2 separate regions of the Bicyclus anynana genome follow, and region 2 is linked to region 1. Evidence: chromatin contacts called from public Hi-C data. All regions are on one chromosome and are shown on one strand. Each heading gives the region's core, a stretch centred on a gene start, on an enhancer-like site or on the middle of the called end of the contact. The rest is flanking DNA. Distances are from core to core; before and after follow the strand shown. Region 1 overlaps LOC112043717 (protein FAM107B). Region 2 holds the start of LOC112043717 (protein FAM107B).

The links. A called contact is a pair of places that touch in the nucleus more often than the background predicts.
Region 2: a Hi-C map of whole body shows a contact between it and region 1, with 3 times the contacts expected there. The contact joins the promoter of LOC112043717 here to the enhancer-like site in region 1.

Annotation. Positions count from the first base shown.
Region 1 is chr7:6,896,409-6,903,224 of ilBicAnyn1.1, forward strand. All of the region lies in intron 2 of LOC112043717 (protein FAM107B), which reads right to left. Among protein-coding and RNA genes, the nearest start is that of LOC112043725, 24 kb to the left of the region's middle. Within about 2 kb of position 3,108, at least 4 of the 8 cell types and tissues checked have open chromatin away from gene starts, as enhancers often do.
Region 2 is chr7:6,942,138-6,948,953 of ilBicAnyn1.1, forward strand. LOC112043717 (protein FAM107B) reads right to left here and starts at 2,498. Exons shown (of 4, transcript XM_024079245.2): 1 at 2,417-2,498. The coding sequence starts at 2,483.

The DNA.
Region 1 (6,816 bases), core at 1,858-4,357:
CAAAACTGCAATTTACAGTTGCGTATAAAAGGTTATACAGGTAGGTATTGACCTATTTGTATAAAGGCACATTTGTACAGATATCCGTTCTCTTTCGGAACTTTTATTCTTTGTTGGAAACCTTAATTATAGCAGGTAAAACGTAACGTCTGAGGACAATACAACGTTTCGTATAGACGTAAGTCGAAAGGTTGTAGCGTCACCTGCAGCAAGCCCTAATTACATCTACAATGAATGAGACTTCTGTTAACTGCTGTTCATTTTTACCTTGTTTCGTACAACCCTATTATTACTCGTATTGTTTTATAATTGGTTGGTTTAAAAAATCATCAATACATATAAATAAAATTGAAGTGTCAGTATGTGGTTTCAAAATAACCGTGTATTATCAAGTCAACAAAACACAGACGAGCCTTTTTAAAATCTTTGTTTGTCTGTTTGTTCGGGTTTATCTTTGAAACACCTGTACGGATTTTAATCTGACTTTCACTGGAATATAGAGGAGGCTATAGAGTTACTTTTTACCTCGGAAAAATCAATGGTTCCCGCGGAATTTGTAAATAACTGAATTTCACGTGCACGAAGAGAACGAAGTTTAGGCTGTCCATTAAATTAAATCAGGCATCATCATCTCCTTCGCCTTATCCCACTAAATTAGGGTTGGCACAATAGGTTTGGATCGTGCCGCGAAGCAAGAACCAGCTCATGACTAAAAGCCCCGTATGGGTTCGAAACTAGTCGCGCATACTCCGACCTAATATCACGTGAGTTTTAGCCGTGTTTCATAATCAATTAACACTAGCGATAGTTTAAAATCTAGAATGTCGTCATCTATTAGTAACTCCTATCATACGTAAATTATCATCTATCCCTAAAAAACATGTTTTACAAACTCAAACCATATTTTCTGTTAATTGATTTTGTCGGCCTCTTCGTTAATGTGAATAATGTAGGACATTTACTATTACTTTTAGAATTTATTTGAACTGTTATGTCGTGTGCGTTATACAGTACATACAAGAGTAAAGAATATACAACTTATTGATTAATTATTTTGGATACTGACTCCTCTAACTCACATTGCAACCTACTAGTAATTCTACAAAAATCGTAACAAAATAGCACTCAGTACTTTGTATTTTCTTTCATTGTCAGTTTCAAAAGAATAAAAAACAAACACCTATGACATGCGATGGATGGAAATTCATTCTATTCCCAAAAGGAAAATCAACTTAACAAATTAGATCGATGCCTCTGAGGTATTTATTTTATTAAGGCTTACAAGTTATAGCCTCAAAAGTTATGCAATCGTCAGTCATTTCGTACACGTTAGGTAAAACTTTTTAGCACTTCAGACAAGTGCCAGCCCTCGCATTGTTCAGACGAAACTAATTAGCCGAGTCTCGGCCTCTCAGAAGTCACCCTTACGATTTTCCGTGACCAAAAAGATTTAAGACATTCCGTCTACCTGCTCATCGTGTGAGACGAGTACCTCTTTCTAACGAAATGCGTCTTTTATTACCAACTTTAATTTTTTTTATTTGCATCATGCTTGGAAGTTAAATAAGAAACAGTTCTTGTCGTTCGATGACTCTACGGTATACACGAGTACCTTTGATGACATTAATATGGTAGCATGAAGTTAGTCTGATGATGGATTCGAAAAGCGGCCACAAGTAAAAATTTTTGTACCTACGTATATGTTGTTAACAATTTTATTTTGTGAATATCTCTGAAACAAGTTTTAATTTATCAGAATTACCTGTAGGTACATACTCAAACACTTATGAAACCGGTTTGAATATTCGCGAACAATGAATGTAGGATTTGTTGTATTCTTTTGTCTTTGTTACGCAAATATACTCGTACCTTCTAAGAATTCTGAACATTGATTTAGAATTTGAATTAAAAAAAGCTTAAAACTAACACAATAATGCTAGCCACAAACGGTCAATTATTCTCACGTTTCTGTAGCACCCACGACTATAATTATTCGTGTGTTGGTCACTGCGTATATGACTCGTATAGTATGCCGCGTGGGTACTGCCGTTTGCTTTTCAGAAACGTGAGAATAATTGACCGTTTGTGGTTAGCATAACAAAGTTTTATCTGAACATTTGTGTCTTATTAATAAGCCACAAAAGTGTATTAATTTAAAAAGTACATTGAAGTGTACCTATCTATTATATTAACTTCTCTTAGTGTGGAGTTAAAGTCGTAGTTATTACGAGTACCTACAACATTTGTTGGTCGTGTGAATATTATTATTATTATTAGTTACAGATGTCGACTGCCGTTTATGTCGATACTCGCTTTTGTGACTTCGAATATAGGCGCGCACACCGTCAATGCGGCAGGCGACAGATGTTCAATACCGATGTAAGCAAAGAGACGGTGGACAATTATGCAAAATAAAATTGCCGTTTTAACAAAACACGAGTGCAGCATCTGCTCGGTGGTTATGTAAAGTGGTAAATAGTGAGCAAATGTCCATTTTGGAAGGATGACTTTAAGGAACACTTTTTAGTTATTTATATTCTTTAAAAAAATATTATTAAACTATTGCATAGCTTTTATCGTGGGCTTTGAGGGCGGCGACCAAATCAAGAAATTCCGTAACGAAGATAAACCTAACGCCCAAGTCGTGCATCAAGTAAACACATTTCGACGTTATAATATCGACTCAACTGGACAAGTGGTGTGAACCTATGGGGCAAAACTTATTAAACCAGATTTCGATTCCAGCTCAACGTAAAGACATTTTTTATTATTTTTTATTTATTATTCTTTTATTTTTTTTTTATTTTCTAAAGAAAAAAGAAATACTGCATAAATAAAATAAATAAATATTTATAATTGCGCAAGTTGACATTTCTTTTTTAATTAACCATTTTTCCAACTATAATTGTGTCAAATCGCACTCCTTCTCGAGCGCTCAAAAAGAGTAACCGCGAATTATAATATATTGAGCATATTAATATTTAAACGCGCTCTACAATCGAGGCGTGGCCTCCACACGTATCATAATATGAAAAAGACAGGCTCGATCGACTTTATCCATGGGAAAACCTACACCGAGTCTACATGTACCCACCGTCTCTTAGTCTACAAAGTTTAGCGGCCGCGACCGCGCCAGGATGTCGTGCACCTGTGCGAATCCCAAGAATCCGGATAATGTTTAGCGAAACATTCTAAGAAAATATTGGTAACTAATGATTTTGCATACAAATTACCTTTCGTTCGTAAAAGAAAACGTAGGCTCTCCGATTCACGCACTTAAAATAAATTGAGTTTGGCAGACTTCGTACACGAACCTAAAACCGCCTTTTGTATTGTACTTTACATCAAAATACTGAATAGCTATCTTTTTTTGGTTAAATAAATCTTTGTAGTAGTACATATTTTTTCTGTGGTAGTAGGTAGAAAAGCTCAGATTAATTATTATTATTAAACAATAGGAAATTAGTTTTCATTTTTCATGCTGAGTAGGCAAGTATGAAGATTAGTAGTACCTACTATCAATTTTCACATTATGCTGCACATCGCACTGTTATCTTATCTTAGCATCTAATCAAAGTTTTCATCACAATAGACGGAATAGATAAAATAAAAATGAATATCAGTGCTTCGTAAAATTTTATCTACAGAGTCGAAACACAAAACTCCATTACATGTCGCATCGCAGAATTCTACTATTTCGCACGATGTATCGCAAGGAATTGCGATTTATTTCGTTTATTCCATCAATGTCGCAGTTTCTTCATCATACCTGGAATACTACACCGTTGAGCGGTACTTAATCGTAGCTAGTGGTATAACTAGGGCAATGTCTCGTGGTCATCAACCCATATTCAGCTCACTGCTGAGCTCGAGTCTCCTCTCAGAATGAGAGGGATAAGCAATAGTCCACCCTATGTGGATTGGCAGACTTCACACACGCAGAGAGTTAAGATAATTATCTGGTATTCAGGTTTCCTCACGATGTTTTCCTTCACCGATTGAGACACGTGATATTTAATTTCTTAAAATGCACACAACTGAAAAGTTGGAGGTGCAGGCCCCGGACCGGATTCGAACCCACATTTTCCGGAATCGGAGGCAGAGGTCATACCCACTGCTATCAATTTTCTTAGGCAAATCAGGCAAATATCAGGGCAAAGTCTACCACCACACATTATTGGTTTTACCGCACAAAAACGCATAGATTCGCAATTTGTGTTTCGACCCTAGTCATAATATATACATTGGACTTTTTATTGAGCAAAATGAAATTGGTAGATAGTTATTGATATATTAAATGATTGAATATGCAAAATTAACAATGATTAAACGGAAACATATTCGAAATTACCTAAGTTCTCTGATGACGTTTTGTCTACGAGTAATATGAATATGATTAACTACCTATTATATAATTTATATTCAAATCAGCTGATTGAATACCTAGCTAATATTTCATAACTGCATCATTTATTTGGGTCATACCACACTCAACTTTTAAATTCGTGTTTGCCGATTGAGATTTACTGAGTTCCAACAGTAGATACCTTTAACAGTTACAACTACTATCCGACATGAAATGGTTTTACAAATGGTGGTTTTTGTATGCGATTCAACAAACCCGTGCAGTTACAGTGACGCAGCTCGCAATATCGCTTTTCCAGCAAAATCTGAATGACAATAATAAGCATGCCCTAGTTAAACGCTCGGAAAATGCTAGATCATAGATTGCATAATGTTTTTTTTATACGTGCCCAAGTATAACTTCACAGCACAACATTTTCGTCTTGGAAAAGATATAACACGTTGCCATGTCACCTAGCGATCTCTGAAGAACCTTTTGAGGGAGACACAAAGTGCTTTCAGAAGGGCCTTACAATGGACAAAGATGCTAGCGTCAGACGAAAGGTACACTTTAAAAAGTCTCAAAGCCGAAAAATGGCTAGCTTGCTATAAAAGTATTTGAACAAGCCTACTAGGTGTAAACGAACAATTAATATATAAACATATAAATACTGTCTTTCACAGCTTTAATATTGTCTGGTAGTGTGATTCAACCAATGATTAATTTATATTATAGATGTGTTACGTGCCTACAAAAAGTGATCCGAATTTAGCGACTTTACTGAGCACAATTTTGTGTTTACTTACATTATATTATATTTATTTATATACAGTTTTTACACTTCCTAAACACAGAACTGGACATTGTAGACATTATTTGGGTATAATATTGTGTTTTGTGTGTTAAGTGTTAAATGAAATTAAGACAATTATGCACATTCGTCCGCCACAGTTTTGTTGCGCTAGTGCCCTATCTCTAGTATAAAATATCGCTCGACTCAATCATCATTTCAGAGAATAAACCTCAGTTAAAATATCTTACTCTGTATCATTTAAATACATATACGCAATATTATACTTTATAATATATATATATATATATATATATACGCAATATAATATTTTAATACTTTATTTAAATAGACTTGATCTCAGGGTTACTTTAACTTACTATCAATTAAATAACATAAAAAAAATCAAAATTCTTTTATTTTAATTAGGTTAGTACAAGCACTTTTGAAAGGTCACGTATATTTCAAAATTTAATTTAATCTAATGGCGGTAATAATAGACGAAAACTTAAAATTAAAGTTACGAGGGTCCCAAACGCGCCTTGGTCCGAGAAGAGCCCACAGCAAACTCAGCCAAGGTTTATTAATAATATAATATCTCATACTCACGAGTGTATTTATTATGAAAATTCCAAAATTTTATTGTGATCTATGTTTCTTGAATCGGCATTACCTATTCAATTTAAATTCCACATGAGTTATGCGAATTTATATACGAATACTTAATAGCTATGCCCCGCGGTTTCGGCGCGTAAAATCATTGCGAATATAGCTTATATGTTAAACAGCCTTCGCCAAATTATGCGCTGTCCAGTATTATTAAATTCAGATTCGCACGTTCAACCAAACACACAAACTTTTCAGCTTTAAAATATCAGAAAATATGTAATTAGAAGAGCTAAATGAAAAGCGTTTCGGTTAAGATATTTCTTCTCTGGTTATGTGATACTTATGTGGGTAGGTAGTATTGTTTACGCGTACACCACTGATACGATCGTAGTTTTAAACTTATTTATATGCGGACAGCACCGACTGACATTTTATGTGTATTTTTGATGTTCCCAGCGATGCTGTGACGCAATAAGATCGGTATCAGGAAGATGTGAGATGATGAAACGTGCCGCTTTGTAATAAAAATACTTCTAATCCCGGATCCGACATAACGCCAGCCACACACGGTCAAGTTTAACGTTAAATCTGCAGCGAGCTTTGAAATGTTAGCAGTGAAAAAAAATTTTAAACCATATTTCGGTATGTCTTTTCACTTTCACATCAACAAGCTGAATTTTATCGTCTGTGGCTAGCGTAAGATAACCAATAAAATTATGCCTGGTAGGTATAATTACAAGGTAAGTAACCGAGATTCAAGGTTTTACTAATTTTGCGTGGATGTAAAGAAATATTATGGTAGAGTTGAAATCATAATTACAAAATCAAGAACATAATTTGTTTCGTCTACTAATTTACTATACGCGAAGTATAAATAATAAATAGAGCTATATAAAATTAAAGTAAAGGACGTTCAATAATCAGTTTCTTGGTCACGACATCACGCGTGAACGGCTGGACCGATTTCACTATTTTTTTTATGTGTTTGTTATTGCCAAAAGAAGGTTCTTATATACTTTGTTATAACCATACATGTGGTATGGACATACTTTGTTCCAGAAAATCCACGGAA
Region 2 (6,816 bases), core at 1,248-3,747, 45 kb after region 1:
CGAATGGTGGCGGTTCGATCCCTGTGCTGTTGGACTTTTGTCGTACCCACTATGTTTCCCGACTAGTTGGAGGAAAAAAAAAGATATGGAATTAAAAAAATATTCTTTAATTTTCAACTGTAATTAGGTCGTCAAAAACAAGAATGCAGTGGCACTTTAAAAAAAAAAAAACTTCGTAAATCAATAGGCACCGGTGTGTAAGAGCAGAATTACATAAACGGGTGTAATAAAATATGATATTTACCGGTCGCACAATAAAACTAATTGCAAAACAATGAAAGTGAACGTTTGCTCGCTATAAGGATGGATGTACTCGTAACAATGAGTATCTTGTTACCCGCGGTGCACTGTGTCAACTGTCAAAGCGATCCAATATCGCTAACCACAAGGCGTGAAAGCCCACTAAACATAAACTCTGTTAAAACAGTGAATAATTAATTATTTTGCTATTCTTACAAAAGCGAAAAAGCCACCAAGACCCAACAAAATATCCTTTGGAAAAAAAACCTGTGCGCGTCGAGACGCTCGACAAAAGTGATAACTTAAACAAATTGCATTATTCAATTGAATATAATTAATTATTGAATTTCATTCAATATGCAATTTCGAGAAGGGCACATGTCTGAAAATTTAAAATGTCCAGGAATTAAAAAAAAAACTAATTATTTTTCAAACCAGTGTATAATTTCTAAAAATAAATAAGTAAGCATTGGTGTTAATTAGCCTTCGAAAATTACTAAAATCGTTTATGTCGACATGTGCCGTTTTGATATTGTCGGTGAGGTGTTAAGAACATTTTGACAGCAGCAACATAGAAACATTTATCTGAAATTTGTCAACGTCAGCTGTAACGCGTTACGTTACCCAGCGGTTTACCCCCATAAAGTTATCACTTGAAAAAAAATGCAAAGTTTTGCAATCAAACACTGTAGAGTCAATATAAGGATGCTCTCGTTTCGGAGTGCACCATGCTCAGACAAATTGTCGACAATTGTCGGGTTATGTTAGCCACTCACTATCCGATAAACCCACCACATGCCTGCAGCGCTAACGGCTTGACGTACGATAAAACTATCCTGTGTTGGTCGCGATCGGGATTATGTGCACAACGCGACCAACACACGATCAGTTTTATCGGACGTTAGCGCTGCAGGTATGTGAGCTCACTTGATCGTCAGTGGTTGACATTCGATTCGTCAGTTATTCGCGGTAATATAACAAAATAAATAAATTGTAACGAACTTCCGAAAAATAACACCTGTTTCTATTCATAATGAATTCTGTTGTTCTATACTAGCGCGTGTGCTAAGTGACAACTAGCCAGTGAAGTTCAAACGCACACCCAATTAAACAGCCACACCATAATTTTAAATGCACTAGTGGGCGCCCGCAACTCTGTTCGCGTGAAATTTTGTTTTTTACTAATCCCGCAGGAACCATCGATTTTCCTGGAATAAAAACTACTATATGTTCTGCTCCAAGGTTCAGTTTAGTTCAAAACCAAAATTCATAAAAATCGGTCCAACGGATTCGTCGTGAAAAAGTATCAAACGGACTATCGCGTTTATAATTTTAACTAGCCAACGTGTAATTCCTCTTGGTTTACTCTTTCCCGTTCAAATCGGTTCGTTAGATTAAGAGGTTATCCCTACAAACTTTACCTCTTTATAATATTCGTAGATAAAGTATAGGTAATTAGGTAGATGTGGAAGTATGGATAAACTCTGTTATTCTAACTTCCACGGATTTAATGCGAATTGACAATGCCAATTGACAACTAGCCACAGTGAAACGCAAATCCACACCCAAATATAGCCACACCATAATTATAAATTCACTACCGAAAGACGCAATTCAATTCAAAATTGTTCTGGATATTTCCAGGATGAAAAGTAAGTAATATTCCAAGGTCCAGTTTAGCTTTTTACTAAAATTCATGAAAATTCGTGATATGGTAACAAAATGACGGACATTCGCATATATACTAATATTATAAAGCTGAAGAGTTTGTTTGATTGAACGCACTAATCTCAATAACTACTGGTCCGATTTGAAAAACTTTTTCAGTGTTAGATAGCCCATTTATCGAGGAAGACAATAGGCTATATTTTATTTCCGTATTTCTACGGGAACGGAAACCACGCGGGTGAAGCCGCGCGGCGTCTACTAGTTTTTAATATTAACATGGAAGTATGGATGAACTGTGTTCTACATTCTACTGATTTAGCGCGTGTGCCAATTGACAACTAGCCACAGTGAAACGCAAATCCACACCCAAATGAATAGCCACAGCCACACCATAATTACAAATGCATGGACACTTTCGATCGTAAAACGATGCGCGACCAAACACAGCAAACACAACAGATGCAAAGCTAAAATGGTTGTGGATATTTGTTTTGTTTGGCAGCTGTACCGTTTTCATACATGGCGAGCTTCTTTTGTATTGCAGGTGCTGGTTTGCGTGATCTCGCGTCGCACATCGCGAGTACGGATACGAACTAAACTAAACTGAATTTGTATGGCGGACAGAAGCCGGGCAACGTGTCACGGCCAGCTAACAGGATTACCTGTTCCACTGCGCAGGTAAACTGTACCGTAGATATGGGCCAGAAATGCCTTAACCGGCTTATAATATTGTACAGATTATGAGCATACACAAGCTTTATCCCACTCGACCTTTAAAGTGGCTTAGGCTCGAGTTACAATCACGGGTGGGTATTGAGAATTTGTGTAGGTAGACAACCTCCTACCCTTGTTATACTGCTTCTAGAAATGCTTAAGTTATGGTAATTTATTTACAAAAATATAAATTATTAGGTTTAATAGCTATATCTGATCTGCGACAAAGGGCGGACAAAGGTAATCTATAACTTATCTATAATAATATTCTAAAGAGGTAGTTTGTGAGATTGTAATGAATTGATATGGATGATATTTATAGTAAGAGATAAATTATATGATTTTGCACATAAGCAATTTTTTTTAATATTTCCATAGTGAGTATACCATTCTACCGTAGCTAGTTATGTTATTTCTTGATTAAGTAATTAAAAATGCAGATACAGGTAGATACTTATTTAAATTAAAAATCAATCAATAATAATGAATATTAAAATTAGCAGGTCAACCGATAATAATTGCCGAAGCATTTTATTTTCATTTAATTAACCAACTTGACTACGGCCTACGATTATTACCGAATTTTAATAATAAATTAACTAATTACGTAACATTATAGAAAAAGCGTACTATATAGCGGGAAAAAAATCCTTGATGAAACCTGTATTTTATACCTACCTAATTATTACACATTATATGTATTTATTATCCTTAATGTAACGAAATGTTGTATTGTAGATAAAGAAAAAAGGAAGAGTAAAAAATAAAGCATAATTAATAAAAATAAATTGTAGGTAAGTCCAAGTAATTTTAGATACACACGGTCAACTATACCGACAAGTCAGCAGCGCGATTAGGGATGTATAACTAAAAATTAATAAGCCGAAAAGAGTAAAGCTATCCATATTTAATTGTAAGAAAGATTAATAAATAACTATTTCAATATTTTTTTTACTGTCACATCCCTAATAAGCGCGCTACAGACATGACTGCATACTTGACCGTGTGTGGCTGGTGTAAAAAGTTATCCACTTAACTTTATTAACTTATAAGCACTTGCGCTTATAACTATTTACACTATAAAAAAATTTTAATAAAAAAAATTCAACCGACTTCCAACTCAAAAATTAACCTAAACTAAAAAGCAAAAAATAACATCTTACCTATGTGCTACCTTCTGATCAGTTTGAAGGCGGTGCCAAGCCAGTGATGTTTTAATTCAAGTAGTTTAAATTACACAATTTCTGTGGTTCTTTCAGAAACGGCTTTAATTAAAACATGACACTGGATTGGCACCGCCTTCAAACTGATCAGAAGGTAGCACATAGGTAAGATGTTATTTTTTGCTTTTTAGTTTAGGTTAATTTTTGAGTTGGAAGTCGGTTGAATTTTTTTTATTAAAATTTTTATTTTTTAATTTTTAGTGTTAGCACACCTACTGAGTGTGAACTGACTGTCCTCCGTCTTCATCACCAGACCCCCTATGCAGTCACAATCCATATGGGTGGAAAGTTCTCATCAATATAAAATTTATCAAGTCCAAACACAAGGTAGCTACTGTGAACCGTCGAGGAGTTCCCTTAACTCTCCTTCATCTTCATCACCAGACCTCTAATACAGTCACAATCTATCCAGGTGGAAAGTTCTCATCAATACAAATTTATCAAGTCCAAACACAAGGTAGCTACTGTGAACCGTCGAGGAGTTCTCTTCACTGTCCTTCGTCTTCATCATCAGACCCTTAATACAGTCACAACCCATCTAGGTGGAAAGTTCTCATCAATACAAATAAATTAAGCCCAAACAAAAGGTACCTGCTGTAAATCGTTGACGAGTTCTATCGTCTGTGTATCGGCTCCATCATCAGACCAACTCCAGACCTTCATAAAATTGTAGTGGTTTAAAATACCTTATGGAAACACTAACAAACGCACTAGCCGTCTCTACGATTTTCGAAAGTTCCCCTCGATTTCTCCAGGATGCCATCATCAGATCCTGACATGAAAAAAATGGGACCACCCTGGAATCAAACCCTTCAAAACAAAAAAATAATTTTTAAAATCGGTCCACAAATGACGGAATTATCGCTGGACATACATAAAAAAAAAAAAAAAAAAAAAAAAACATACATACAGCCGAACGTAGAACCTCCTCCTTTTTGGAAGTCGGTTAATAAAACACAATCAACCTTCTGTAAAATAATTTGTCTGTCTACCTGTTTGTCTGGGCTAATCTCTGGAATGGCTGAACCGATTTAACTTGGACTTTCACTGGAAGATAGAGGAGGTTATTGAGCAACATATTTTTTAAATATAAAAAATATGTTGCTCAATAACAATGGTTCCCAGGGATTCGTAAAAACAATGGTTCCCAGGGATTCGTAAAAAACTGAATTTCACGTGGACGAAGTCGTAGATATCCGCTTGTATATCTAATATAAAACACTTAACAGTGTCACTGTACTATATGAGTATCTCCTGTCGTACTGATAGTCGACGTACATAATATAAGTTGCAAGTAGAACCAAAATAAATATAATAGTAGATAGGTAGCTGTACATATTATTTCAACGAGTAAGTAAAAAGCAGATGTCATTTCCGTGCTACTTTTCAAACATTATTAATATCTACCTACTCACAAACTGACTGAGTAATTGGACGGTTAATACTAGACATTATCATGTCAATAATAATAACCATACAGAACATTAAATAATACATAATTGATGAATGGAACCGGCTAAACTCGTTCACACTTATCAATTCTGCGAACTAGCAAAAGACAAGGTAGGATTGTAGGGAGTTCAATTGATTCATACATTTGCTATCAAAAATAATTTCTTGCGGTTTGTTGTTTGTCGTGACACACGCTTCTGTAACATGTTGTTGTGATTGGTGGTTCGTGTTGTAGACGTGTAGCGTCGCGGGGTGATTTTCCAAGGAAATAATTCCTATTTAGATACGTCCGCTATAACATCGATCTACGATGCCTCTAAAATTAAACAATGTATGGGAATGACATTTGCTATCGACAGGTCGAGTGATCAAGTTATCGAACGGATTTGTCATTCCCATACATTTTTAGTTTTCGAAGCGTTAGCGTTTGTAGAAAGAGAATTGACATGCAACTTGGCTACAGGTCCAGTGGTGCTATTCGTTAACAATTTTTTTATAAGACGACAATGCGTGTCTCGAATTCGTTTTTATCTCTCTGCCTAATACTATACTATAGATAGAGAAAGATGGAGGCGAATAGCGCTACAGTGGCTATGTACAGAGCTTTGCTTCGCAGTTCACGAATACTCTACAAAGCTTTGACCTGGGCCCGTCAACTTGAGAATGTCTGCCTTGTAGACAGAGAAGCTCTGGCTCTTGTGTCTGTAATTTCAGTGACAACCAAGATATTCCAACCAAAACTAACCTAGCGCTCGTAAGCTCAAGATAACTTCTAAGGGAAATGAATCGATGCAATGCCTCATGTGTCTTTAAGCCAGCCACAACCTTTAGCCATAACCAAACGTTTTCAGGCAAACATAGGCATGAAACTATTATTTCAAACGAAAGAAAGTGCTTTTTACAATGATTCAAATATTCTAAAACCTCATCATGATTACCGCGTACTAATTTCCTAAAAATAATTCTGAGATATTATTCTCGAAATAAATATTAAGTTTCTTAGCGAATCGATGCACGAGTCAGTAAACAATACAATAAGCAGAAACAGTTTCAAGTTACGCCCATTTAATTAATGAATAATTTTATTAATTAATTCCACCCGCGCTCAGTACTAATTTCCTACTCGATTTGCTTCCAAACAATAAGGTGCTTCACGCGCTTAATGCGTGGAATTCCTAACCTCAATATTGTAATTCAGATGCTGATTGAAATGACTTATACTAAACCTAGCTCTTTTCTGTCTAAAAGGTCGCAGTCGTCTTTTGAACTTCTTATCGTAATCCGGCGGCCGCGCTCACAGCGCGATAAAGCGAATATTCGGGTTATCGCAAATGTGTGTCTCCAAAAATTCGCGAATACTTCGGCCGCTTTGACACACAAACAGACATTTCTGTCCGACTTCACGAATATTTGCCATATCTTTTAAATATGACCAACATTCTCATTCCCCTCCAATTAGTCGGGAAAGACTAGGTATTGTCGTACCTAGTCCTAACACAAATTAGGAGAAGGTACGACA